Linked DNA regions of Bos taurus: region 1 is linked to region 2. A link is a contact called in public Hi-C data. All regions are on one chromosome and are shown on one strand. Each heading gives the region's core, a stretch centred on a gene start, on an enhancer-like site or on the middle of the called end of the contact. The rest is flanking DNA. Distances are from core to core; before and after follow the strand shown.

Region 1 (6,385 bases), core at 1,571-4,070, 150 kb after region 2:
ACACAGACCTGTTCATCCAGCCCCTCCTTTTCTGTTCTACTGCTGTCACCCTGGTTTGGGTGCTCTGTATCTAGCATCTATTCTGAACCACTGCTCGAGCCTCTTTCCCTAGCCTCTGATCTCTATCTCACTAGAAGTCAAAAACTATCAGTGAGTCTCCACTGCCTCCTGAAATATGAAATTGGCCTGTTCTTCAGAATCTTTCCCAATGTGGTCTCTAAGTGCCAGTATCTCCAAAACATACTACAGCTTTGGCAAAATCTGACTATCTGCTAGTCCTTGCAAAGGGTCCTTCCCACACTTTCCATCTCTGGCCATGTTTTACCGCCTGGAAATCCTCTTCATCCCTCCACACTACTGTAAGGTCCATCTGAATTAAGTGAAGAGGCCTTTCTTGGTCATACCCTCCTTTATCCATCTCATGACATTCACACTGCTTTGTTACATGTTTATTTCTGGAGCTTACAAGGTCCTTGAGAACTTCTTACTCCTGCTGTGAGGCCCTGCAACACCTAGCCCAGTGCTAATTTGTATGTGAGTTGCTTCAAATGTTTTCAACTTACGAAGCAAGGGAGGACTGTTTTCCGACAATCCTAAGCTTCCATTAGGGAATTAAGTCCACATTCCTCTTTTGTTTCACATTTTATCTCCTAGGCCAATTTTTTAAGTAGATTGCCTTCAAGCTACCCAGAAAGCTATAAGAATTGTGCTTTAGGGAGTTCCTACAGTTTCCAGCTTATTAATATAACTGAATCCTGAATATTTATGCTATTTAAGTTCTCTTTTAAAAAAGGCAATAGAAATTTATTTTTGAGTGTAAATAAAATCGAGCATGACATGAAAATAAGTTGGACTGGGTTAAACATGTTTGAAGCAAAGGTTAATTAAGCTGAATTTGTATCCTAAATAATATAATGTCCTAAAGTCTTCATGCACCCTTAAAAATATGAATGTCAGTCGATTTCAGCTTGCCCTACCCCAAAGAGAGAAACCAAACAGAAAATGGGAGGTTCCCCCTTAGTTTTAGTTTCCTAATGTCTTGAACGTATTTCTACAAAAAGAGCAAAATCATTAGTGAGTATATTCCTCTAAGTCTAACTCCAAAGCCATACGGGGAACATACAGTACCCACACAGCAGGGGTCAGCAGTTAGAGGCCCTGTTTTGTATGCCCCTGAGCTAAAAATGATTTTTACATTTTTAAAAGACTGCAAGAACAAAAACAAAGAATATACATACAGAGACTGTATGTGGCCAGCAGAGCCTAAAATATTTACTTTGTCTCTTCAGCAGAATGAATATGAGACTCCCAGCTGCTGGTGTGTAAGACGCCCAATTTTCCTCCCAAAATTTTTAAAAAGCAACATAAAACAAACCAGATTATGCAAAAAGAACTGGTTCAACTTAGTCACAATTAACGCACAGATAACTTCTAAAAGAGAGGCCTGTGTGGACATTTTTATATTTCCCAGAAGGTTCCTCAGAAGGAACTTGACCCTCATTCTAAGCACACTTAGGCTTGAAGAGTTTAAAGCGCTCGGCCCAAAGTCACCCTGCGGGTTAACAGAGTGGGGGGTCATGGGTCCAGGCCTGAAAACTCCTGATTCAGGGCTCTCTGCAATATACTACATCATACCTACGCACATGGCCGTAAGTTTTGGAGATCTGGATAACTGGCTTGGATCATCATAGAGAGGAAAGCTTAAAACCTGTTCCTGATACGCTGTTTAGACAAAATCTTACTAGCAGCTATGACTCATGAGACCCAGAGTAACATCAATGCTCACCACATACATTAGATAAGACGGAGAAAGCTTAAAACTTAACTCTCCTCGGTCCTCTAGGGCACTGAGGCAAATAGGCACCTTTGACTTGCGGTTGCTCAATACTTATCTACCAACCCAATCCACCAGTTCCACCAAATGCTACCGACGGCCAATGGAAAAATGATCCAGTTTACACCAGCCACGCATCCTACAGTTAAAGTTCTTTTCATACCTACTTGCAAACTATTACTTAAAAGTTCAAATTTTTTAATCTCCTTGAGAATTCAGCTTCCTTAAGAAAAAGAAAAGTAGATGCCAAGACCAAGGATTCAAAAGCATGGTAACAATCCCAGATCTTTCATCTGAAGTTGCTCTTTCAGGGTTGAAAAATCCAGATTCTGCGGGGCAGCCGAGAGATACAGGGCTTACGCTCTCCAGAGATAATACAGAGACCACCACCCCCTCCCCAACCCCCACAGTATCCCTGCCTGACTTTTGTCCTCGAAGAGCGACCCCCTCCCCCTCGCGAGTCCCGGCCGCCCGGGCACCTGCGGCCCCGGCCCGCAGCGGAGGAGTCCGGGGAACCTGCCCACCGCCGGCCCTTCGGGAAACGGCGCCCACTCCCACCCCGCGGAAGCAGGCGGTTAGAGGCCCAAGCCGCCGGGAAGCGACCCCTCGGCGGCCGGCCGACCCCCAGACGCGGCGGCGTTACCTGGAGGACCACGTCGTTGGGCAGCTGCGCGGCCCGAAACAGCTCCAGCACTCGCCCGTTGGCCGACACCTTCTTGGTGCTCTCGATGTCGCAGTAGGAGAAGAGATCCGAGTAGTATTTCTGCTCCGCATCGCTCAGCGTTAAACCTTCCATCTTCGCCTCCGCTCACGGCCACCCCGCCCCGCATGCAACACCGGGGGCTCGGCCCCGCGACCCCAGGACGGTGGGTACTGCGCGCCGCCCGGCCTCCTTCTCCTCCTCACCCTCCTCCCCGAAGCGGCGGGGAGCCCTGGGGGGCGTCGGAGCTACAGGGCCCGGAGGTCGCGGGGAGGGAGCCCGGTTGGGCTCGGCGCGCCGCCGCCGACGAGGCCCCGCGCAGCGCGCGGCTCCGGCTCCGCCTCGGCGGCCGCGGGAAGAACACGGGGAAGGAGGCGGGGGCCGCGGCGGTGCGAGGCTGGGGCGGACTCCGCCACCGCCTCCGCCGCGGGTTCGAGTCTCTCCGGCTCCCCGCCGCTTCCCCCAAGACTTCCCGCCTTGCCTTCCCCTTCCGTCCACGCCCCCACAGCGGCAGCACTTCGCGGAAAAGTTGCGGGGCTTCTAGTCTAAAGTTTCGGGGGTTCAGGGCTGAGCGCGGCCGCCGCTCCGCCTCCCTCCGCCGCCATTTACTGCGCCCCGGCCCGGCCCCCGACGCGACCGCAGCAACACTGACAGCGGCGGCCGCGCTCCAGACCCGGATGTGAGGCCGGGAGGAGAGAGCGCGAGAGGGAGAGAGAAACACCCACCGGGCTGGCTCGGCCGCTCCCGGGAGAGGGGGGCCGCAGCGCCCCCTGGTGGCCGGAGCTCCGCGGCAGAGGGTCGAGCCGCCCTTCGCGTTGGGCAGGCAAGGCTGGGACCCCTGGAAGCAGCGACCAGTGGGGAAAGCACGCAGCTCATTCATACCAGGAGAACTTAGATACGGGCTGCAGTTTGGATTATCTCAAAGCTTCTGGCACCGAATGGTTAATAAACATTGAGTGAAAGGGGAACATTGTTCAGGTTCTTACTACTGTATGCGTTGTGCTGCTTTGAGGTCAGATGTTACTGAGGATCAATTCAGTATTTCTATGTGCTCTGAAGGGCTATGAACATGTAACCAACCCATCTGAGAACTCTCATCGTATAGACACTAGCCACTGAGACCCAGCTCCCACTCTGGCTCCAAACCGTGTTTACCTGAGAAACAAAATTGCTGAATAGAGGGAACAGCTAGCAAACTTCATCTCGTTATACAAGGTGGTTCTGGTCACCAGGAGCTTAGTGCCATAAATATATACCATCAGCTCTATAAACCTGTTTAGACTCTGGGCCGACCACAGGGTCTCGCTCTGGCGACCCCTAATTTCCTCCTTTATGGAAGATGATGTGTTTGCACTGTTGTATTCTACACCTATCTGGGAGATACTTCTTGAGATGTCTCAAATAGAATATCATAATAGTTTATCCTTAACAAATAGGAAATAGTTCAAAAACAGCAGCTAGGGTAGAACTAGACTTTTCAGTATGGGTTTTTATTTCGTCTGCTACGGGTTACTCCGCTGAGTGCTGACCTTACAGATGACCCATGAAAGGAAAGTTATTACAGGTTTACAGTCCTCTATCTGGAATTTCAAAATTCAAAGGCACTGAAAACCCCAAGGGTTTGTTTTTTGTTTTTTTTTTTTAACACTTTGTCTGCAAAACCTGCCCTACTTCATTTGGAGGCAAAATCTCAACTCAACTCACATGAGGCTATTTATAGTCTTTATATATGCCACTTAGTGTCAATATTTATTCATTTTACTCCAGGCTTTAATGGAATGTTAAAATACACACAATTATAGGCATTGCATTACCTTTCTTTAAAAAACAAACAAAAACCAAAGAGGGATTGTGGGGCCATATTTGAATACTAGCACAACATGACTTTAACTTCAAGTTTCTCTCTTTCTAAAACTTTAAATCTGTCACAGCAATACCTCACATGCCCTTGCAGGACACCCACCAGAGGTGATCGGAGACCCACAGATGTCCTGTCTTCCAAAGGTATAAAAGAGAGGAGCATATGAGATAGGAATTGGCTCAGGGTCATCTTCAGCTTCTTTTTCTCCACACCTTTCCTAGACCCTGAAGCTCTTTGCTGCCCCAGGGCCTTTGCTCCCGCCACTCCCATAAGCCTTTGCTTGTTCTCTCACACCTCAGGTCCCTGTACAGGTATCACCTCCTCAGAGAGAGACCTCCCTCAACACCTGATCTGAAATAGCCCCCACCACTCCAATGGTTAAGAATCTGCCTGCCAGTGCAGGGGACAAGAGTTTGATCCATGGTCAAGGATGATTCCACATGCTCAAGGAAGATTCCACTTGCAGAGGAGCAACTAAGCCCCTGCACCACAATTGCTGAAGCCTGGAGGCCAGTCCTCCACAACAAGAGAAGCCCACATACAGCAAGGAAGACCCAGCACAGCCATTAATACAAATAAAATAGCCCCACCATCACTCTCTATCCCCTGATCCGAATTATTTTTCTTTGTAGCACTTTTCACTCCCTGACATTAACATATATTTTTGTTTACATTCTGAGAATTGAGATATATCTGACATACAATCTTTTTTATGGTGGTGAGGGGAGTCCTGAACATCAGTACTTGTAAGAAGCACTGTATCTGTGTAAAAGTTCCTCCAAACACACACATACACACTCAAAAAACCAGAAAGCCTTGCACGAAGGGGAGACCTTTACCAGCCCCAGCCAGATACTGGGTTGGCCTGGTGTTGGAGGGTTTGACAGTTTCACAAATGCAAGGATTTTTCTTTATATCTGTTACTTAAATTTATATTTTAAGGTACAAATGGGGAAAAAAATTAACATACAGACCCTTTGAGGCCAAATCTAATTCTTTTCTGTACATGTCTAGGTATATCAGTTTTAAAAAGGGACATCACAAGAATTCTGTTTTAAAACAGCTGGTGTATAGTGTATAGCTACAAATTTAAAGATACTGGTCTTCAGGTAATATCAATATATTCTGAGCTAGTGACGCAGAGAATATAGAATGGCCTTTTGAAAGTACAGCTGATACGTCAGCATGGAAATAATGTTCTGTGAAGACGGGACCCCATACTCTAGGATGCAGTAGCACCCTAAATTAGCCATCTTGTATGTTCCTCTGTCTCCAATAGGTAGACTATATGGGACAGAGAACCAAGGGATAGAAGCAAAACTGGCTGCACTTATCTTTGCCCTCAGGGACCCACTCGGGGGAGTTTCCCATCCCCTCAACCTTAGATTCTGAGCATGCAAAAGTCCTGGTTCTGACACAGGACTGTTTCCACTCGGAGGCATATTATTAGTCCCATTAAACTGTATGCCACAAATGGTGTTCTGTCACTTGAGGCTCCTTGTGTCAATAGATCAGTAGGGAACAAAAGAATCAACATACTGTAAGGCAACTGAACCAGTTCAACTACCCACACACTTCTGTTCCTATTAAGTGACTGACTTAGTGCTTACCAACCTGTTGCACTTAATATTGTAACTGTTATGATTGGGGTTTCCCTAGTAGCTCTGTTGGTAAAGAATCTGCCTGCAATGCGGGAGACCCAGGTTCAATCCATGGGTCAGGAATATCCCCTGGAGAAGGAAATGGCAACCCACTCCAGTACTCTTGCTTGGAGAATTCCATGGACAGAGAAGCCTGGCAGGCTACAGTCCATGGGATCACAAAGAGTTGGACACGACTGTGTGACTAACTTCCACTTTTTTCACAATTGGATTAAATATTACATAATCTAATTAGGAAAACAGATAATTTTTCTTTCTATGGAAACTAAGAACATGCTGATGACAAACTGCTAAGAAAAGTGGCTGTTAAATGAGCTGGTGAACTCATG
Region 2 (6,763 bases), core at 3,851-6,350:
GGAGGAGTTCCCTGGTGGTTCACTGGTTCGGGCTCTGTGCTTCCACTGCAGGGGCACAGTTTCGATTCCTGGTTGAGGAACTAAGATCCTGCATGCCACATGGAACAACTGGAAAAAAATGCACTTTCTGTATTTACTGAGATTTTTATGATTTTCTCCTTTGTTTTATCGATGATTGCTGGGAGCCATCTCCCGGCATATTGAGTGCAGCGCTTTCACAGCATCATCTTTCAGGATCTGGACTGGAATTCTATCACTGCCGGGAGCCAGCGTGAGGAACTCTGCCCGTGGCAAAGGTCATGAGGAAGGAGGCTCGGCATACGCAAAGGCGGGATTGAGCCTCAGGAGTCCCCCTGGAAATTCTCGAGCATCTACCCCCAAAACCAGAGTCTGCCTACTTTCTGCTTTGTGCTCTCACCTACACCTCTGACTTTACGGGGGGCTGTCCCTCACTACCTCTCTCTGAAAAAAAGAGTTAACTTACAGCTCCAGTTAATAAAGTTCCTGGGTGTGATAGTGTTTCAACCTACAAACTCCTTTGGAAGTCCTCTAGCCTGCCTCTGAATAGGTTTTTCCGGCCACATGTGATTGCTCAGAGCCTCCCAACTGTGAGAACTGTGAGAGGCATGAGATGTTCTAAACTGTCTAAATACAGATTCCTTTGAGCAGTTAAAAGATTGATTAGAAATTGTATTGGTGAAGGTTTTTTCACTTGTTGGGCTAATGTTTGCTGCTAAATCTCCATATCCCTTACCTGCTGTGTCCCTGGCAGTGTATTGATTAATATAATTGGTGTAAGTAGTAGCTTTAATGTTTGTAACCTTGGACCCTTGAGTTAATTCTTTTTCTTGTTATAGCCCACCACACCTTTGCCCTATAGGAATGCAACTTTAATGCTTTTGGAGGGTGGCGCCTGACTAATCACCTTTAGAGAAAAATAAGTTTTCTGAAGAAAGGGTCTTAAAATGTTAACAGGCCTCTGGGCCAGAAGATGATGCAAATCACCTAAACTTTTGCATATGATAAGTTTGCAGGAAGAAAGCCTGGCTTAGTGCATGACTCTACCCCTTCCCCCATAATCCTCTATGCATAACTTAAAGTATAAAAACTACTTTGGAAAATAAAGTGCGGGCCTTGTTCACCGAAACTTGGTCTCCCCATGTCGTTCTTTCTCTCACCTTCTGGCTGAATTATTCAGCCTCTTTTCTCCACTGAATTTCCTCACTGAGCTATCCTTATTTAACCACTCTTTATATCCTTAATTAACATTTAATTAAGCAATTGTTTCCTGATCCTCTCTGACGCTGTCCCTGCTTCAAATTTCCTGGATCCACCAGGGCTGGACCCCGGTAGATGATAAATACATTGATTTTGTAATATCAAACTAAATTTATGCTCCAAGAATCAGTCCAAATTGGTGGTGATATGTTAACTTTTTCATATATTGGTGTGTTTGGTGTTCTAATATTTTGATGAGGATTTTTATTTTAGGATTATGTTTATGATAATAAACCTATAATATTCCTCTCTTGTAAGGTCTTTGTTGGGTTTTGGTGTTAAGATTATGTTGACTTCATAGAAGAACTTGGAAATAATTCCCAATTTTCTATTATCTTTAATAAGTTCAATTGATATTTTTTTCCTTAAGTGTTTTGTAGGTACAAATATTGGATCCAGGAGTAGGGTACTGCCATACCAGCATCAATATATTCCAAATTATGTGGCATTAACATCCACTATAGCAGCATGAAATTGTTATTGGGAACTTGGACTGTTAGCAATCCATGTCACCAAAAAAATTTGTAGAACTATATTCTAGAATAGCTTAAAGAGCATGTTATATAACTAATAAGCTTATACTTTATGCAAAGAGGTAGAAATGACTTATTATAATGAGTCTGTATTACTGGCTGCATTTGCCAAGGTACTACCAGAATTAAAGGAACTCAGAAGAAAAAATTTGTCTGGTTTGCAAGCAGAAATGAAAAAACATTCAGAGACAACAAAAAAACTCAGATACCTGTAACTGAGTGGAGGTGTAACTGAGTCACACATTCAACTAGCAGAGAAGCAATAGAGAAATCCTTTGAGAAACAAAGGCTGCTTAAAACTCGGCATCACAGCAAGACCAAGTCAAGAAGAAAATGGCTGTCACACCACTGTTAGGATCTCTGAATGGAATAAGGTGGTACCAGCAAATACTTTCACAGTTGGGAGCATATCTCAAGAAGAGGAGACTTAGAGTTTGGTTCTTCCTAAGGAAAGTCTGATTAGGCTCATAGTTGTTGTTCAGTGGCTAAGTTGTATCCGACTCTTTGCAACCCCATGAACTGTAGCATGCTAGGCTTCCCCATCCTTTACTATCTCCCAGAGCTTGCTCAAACTCACGTCCATTGAGTCAGGGATGCCATCCAACCATTTTATCTTCTGTTGCCCCCTTCTCCTCCTTTCTTCAGTCTTTCTCAGCATCAGGGTCTTTTCCAGTGAGTTGGGTCTTCACATCAGGTGGCCAAAGTATAGGCGCTTCAACTTCAGCATCAGTCCTTCCAGTGAATATTCAGGATTTATTTAATTTAGGATTGACTAGTTTGATCTCCTTGCTGTCCAAGGGACTCTCAAGAGTCTTCTTCAGCACCAAAGTTCAAAAGCATCAATCCTTTGGCCCTCAGCCTTCTTTACTGTCCAACTCTCACATCTGTACATGACTACCAGAAAAACCATAGTTTTGACTATACAGAAAGACAGAGACAAGTCTCTAAACAGTTGTGAACATAGCACTTCCTGAATTCAAATAATTTTAAATAAATTATTAAGAAATCAGTATTGTCAAAGGAGTCACCTACATGGTCTAAAAGAGAATGTTATTGAGACTAAAAATGACAATTGAGATCCAGCCTTTACAGCTGGATCTCAGAATTGCTATGGATTAACTCTTTTATATACCATTCTTATCCTTTACAAATGGGAATACTTTTTTTTTTTAATTTTATTTTATTTTTAAACTTTACATAGTTGACTACTTATTGCAGTTGTCCTTTTATTGTTCTACCATTTCATATGTATCTTGTATGTATAGGGGCTTCCCAGGTAGCTCAGTGGTAAAGAATCTGCCTGCAATGCTGGAGACCTGGGTTCCATCCCTGGCTCAAGAAGGTCCCCTGGAGTAGGAAATGGAAACCCACTCCAGTATTCTTGCCTGGGAAATCCCATGGACAGATGAGCCTGGTGGGCTACAGTCCATAGTGTCACAAAGAGTCAGATATGACTGAGCATGCATGCATAGTGTGTGTATGGGCTAGGCTAGATAACTTTTCTTTTTAGTTCAGAGATCTGTAGGTCAAGAGTATATCTTGGTCTGTCATGACTATTATGAATCATTTCTATCTCCTGGAATCTAAGCTAAAAATATTGGTGAAAAAAAAAGAAAATATTGTTGAGATGTAACTTTAGAGTTGTCTGTTTTAGGGAGTAGATGAGTATGTTCTGCACATAGGAAAGGAAGGAGGTTGACCCAAAGGGTTAACTGTGGTAGACTGTATTACTCTTTTTTTTTTTTTTAATTACTCTTGTATAATCCACTCCCCTTGAATGTGGCCTGGACCTAGCTACTTTCTGTTACCTAATAGAATAGAGCAAAAGGATACCGCTTCTGAGGTTACAAAGAACCTGTGCTTCCCTCTGTGTGTCCTCTCTTGCTTTTTCATTTGCTTACTCTGATGGAAGCCAACTGCCATATGAATTGCCCTATGGAGAAGCCCATGTGGCAAGGAAAACAAGGGATTCCTCCACCCAACAGCTCATGAGCAACTGAAACCTGGCTTCAACCACAGGAATGAGCTACAAATCCTTCACATGAGGGACTTCCGTGGTGGTCCAGTGGCTACTCCATGCTCCTAATGCAGGGGGCCTGGGTTTGATCCCTGGTCAGGGAACTAGATCCCCCATGCCGCATCAAAGATTCCATGTGCTACCGTGAAGACCTGGCACAGGCAAATAAGTTTAAAAAACCCTTCAAATAAGACTGGAGTCCTCGCCAACACCTTGATTGCAGCCTATGGGAGACTGTGAAGCAGAGGGACCCCTTATGGACTGAATTATGTCCGCGCAAAACTGACATGCCAAAGCCCCAACCCCCATTATGACTATATTTGGAGATGGAGCCTATAAAGAGGTAATAAAACTTAAAAGAGTTTATAAGGTTGGAGTCCTTAATCCAATTGGACTGATGTCCTTATAAGAAGAGGAAGAGATACCAGAGTGCACCCCCACCATCACCCCAAACCCACATGTGCTCAAAATGAAGGCCTTGTGTGAACACAGCAGAAAGGCTGCTGCTGCAAGACAGGAAGAGAGGCCTCACCAGAAACAGCATGTAGATCTTAGACTTTCAGCCTCCAGAACTGTGAGAAAATAAACTTCTATTATTCATGCCCCATTTCCACCCCAATCTGTGGTATTTTGTAATGGCAGATCTAATACCTTAACAATACTATACCCAACTAGGTTGTGTGTGGATTTCTGACCCCCAGGAACTTTGAGATAATAATAACAGTTGTTTTGAGCTGTTAAATTTTAGGATAATTTTCCATGCAGCAATAGATCATTAATATATTAATCTATTTTTTCTCTCCTTATCCTCTGACTTATGCCTTTAAAAGCTGGGTAGGGGTAGGGGACTCGTGGGATGCATCCTCTTTGAGCTTTTCAGATTGCAGGGGAAAAAAAAGTTAGTATTCATGGCTAGTAAAGAATCATTCCACTTTTTGAGTCAGTTTCCCAGCAAAGTAAAAAACAACTCTGGTTTGGATTCATATTTCAGTCCAAGTAGTTGAGGAGAGAATAATTTTAATGATTTAGAGTTCATGAACTCCCTGTGCATATTTGTATGGACATATATATATATAGTTCTAATTATATTTATATAAAAATATATATGGATGAATTGCTGTAATTCTATTATTCCTATAAGGACAGCATTGATATACTGGATCTAGGTGATCTTAATTAAACATTTATTGAAATCAATGTATATTTTCTAGGACTGGACAAAAATAATTTGCTGAGATGTCAGCTGGGAATTCTCCCAGCGAAAGCCTGGAAATGGAGAGCTTCCACACAAGATTCAGTGCCTGGACACCTTTCAGCAACAAGTCATTAAATCGACAGGTGAGTCGCATATTCTAGAATAAGATAAGATTAAATTCTAGGGTGACTTTTACTGTGATATATTGGGTCTCCTGTTACCATATTTAAATTAAATGCTTGTAAGAACTTAGTTTTTGAGTCACTTGAAACAGAAATGAACATACATTTGTCTGCCCCAAAGATAATCTCTCTTTAGCCCAGTTCACAACTCCAGTTTTATGGAAGGCACAAGACCTGCCCCCACTTTTGTCTTGTTTATACCTCAGGAAACAAAATAGAAACCTCCAGGACACACCCTGATTGCTGTAAGGGTGGTGTTTTGGTGTGTGTTTGCATTTGGTGTGTGTTTGGTGGTGAGAGCATTAGTGTGTGTGTTTCTTTAATTTTCTCTTCCCTCTTGTGCCTACTGCACAGTTCCCTGGGGCCTGAGGATTCCCCGTCCTTTGAAAGGTAATTTGAGAGGTAGTCACTGAATGGCCCAGGCAGCTCTGCCAGACCTCCACAGAGAAGGAGGCTGCCTGGGTACTCAGAGCTCAAACGTGGCCCATGCTCGTTCACAAAAGAAAGAGACCAGACGGGCTGGGACCAAAGCCTGACTAGTAATAATACCAATGAGTTTATATATGTCATCTAAGCCAACCTGGACTGAGGTCCTGGTTTGGGGGCACACTGGTCCTGGTGTGTCTTTTGTGGAGACACTCCTAACAAAGGCTATTCAGTAATATTTATTAACTTTCATTTTGGTGGGTGTTATAAAAATGTAGGACTCTGGCTTAGTAAAATCACACCTACTCCACATGGCCCTGTTTTCACAATTAAGCAAGTAACTGGTATGTATTTTCAAGATGAAATGTTTGCGATCTGTTTCTCCGGACCACACTAGTTTAGGTAGAGACAAGAGTGAGGATTCATTACTTCTTTGTGCCCTCCTTGGGCACCTCTGTAATTACGTCCCCTCCAGCCTTTCCCACCTGCCTACCCAGCAAGCCTGGGCTTGCCTGCATCCCTGGATAAAAAGCAGTTTAAGCTGAAGGGAAAGACCCTTACTAATGTGAAAGTGCTTTATGAACTGTAACGTGCAAAGCAAATATTAGCTGTGAGATTGTTAGGTTGCTTATGTCTTGCTTAGCAACTTAGAATATGTTGAAATGTCATTTCTCCCCCAACTTGTAGCTCTTTCAGGAAAGAGTTGCTCTTATAAGTCACTGGTTTGATCTCTGGACTAACAAGCAACGTCAAGAATTCTTATTCACGATTTTTTTACGATGCACTAAATCACAACTAAGGTAAATGTAGCCTAGTGATGTAATTATCTTAAAGAAAATATTATACAATGATCATATAACCTTAAAGAGTTTCTCTTTTCCCTAAAGAAAAACAACACAATTGATATTTTAAGGTTTATAAACAATCTTTTCTAGTGCTGCTTCCTCTTTGAGGATGAAATGGATACTTAGGGAACTTGAACACCTTCATACCATAGTGGGATATTTGGTTTTTGCAAAAAACTTTTGCAAAAACTTATGAATAGCTTCAGCCAGTGAATCTTTAACAATCTCTTATTATATTAAGTTCTCCTTGAAACTATCAGATAAGGTATTTCAAGTAGGTGCTCCAA

The links. Hi-C and Micro-C count contacts between places; a contact is called where the count stands out from the background.
Region 1: a Hi-C map of skeletal muscle shows a contact between it and region 2, with 4 times the contacts expected there. The contact joins the promoter of REPS1 here to the promoter of ECT2L in region 2. A contact is called at or near these places in 3 of 11 Hi-C or Micro-C datasets (liver, skeletal muscle and skin fibroblasts).

What each region holds. Positions count from the first base shown.
Region 1 is chr9:76,726,163-76,732,547 of ARS-UCD2.0, forward strand. It overlaps REPS1 (RALBP1 associated Eps domain containing 1), which reads right to left and starts at 2,821. Exons shown (of 20, transcript NM_001354364.1): 1 at 2,478-2,821. The coding sequence starts at 2,630.
Region 2 is chr9:76,570,334-76,577,096 of ARS-UCD2.0, forward strand. It overlaps ECT2L (epithelial cell transforming 2 like), which reads left to right and starts at 5,101. Exons shown (of 20, transcript NM_001191539.1): 1 at 5,101-5,166; 2 at 6,319-6,431. The coding sequence starts at 5,101.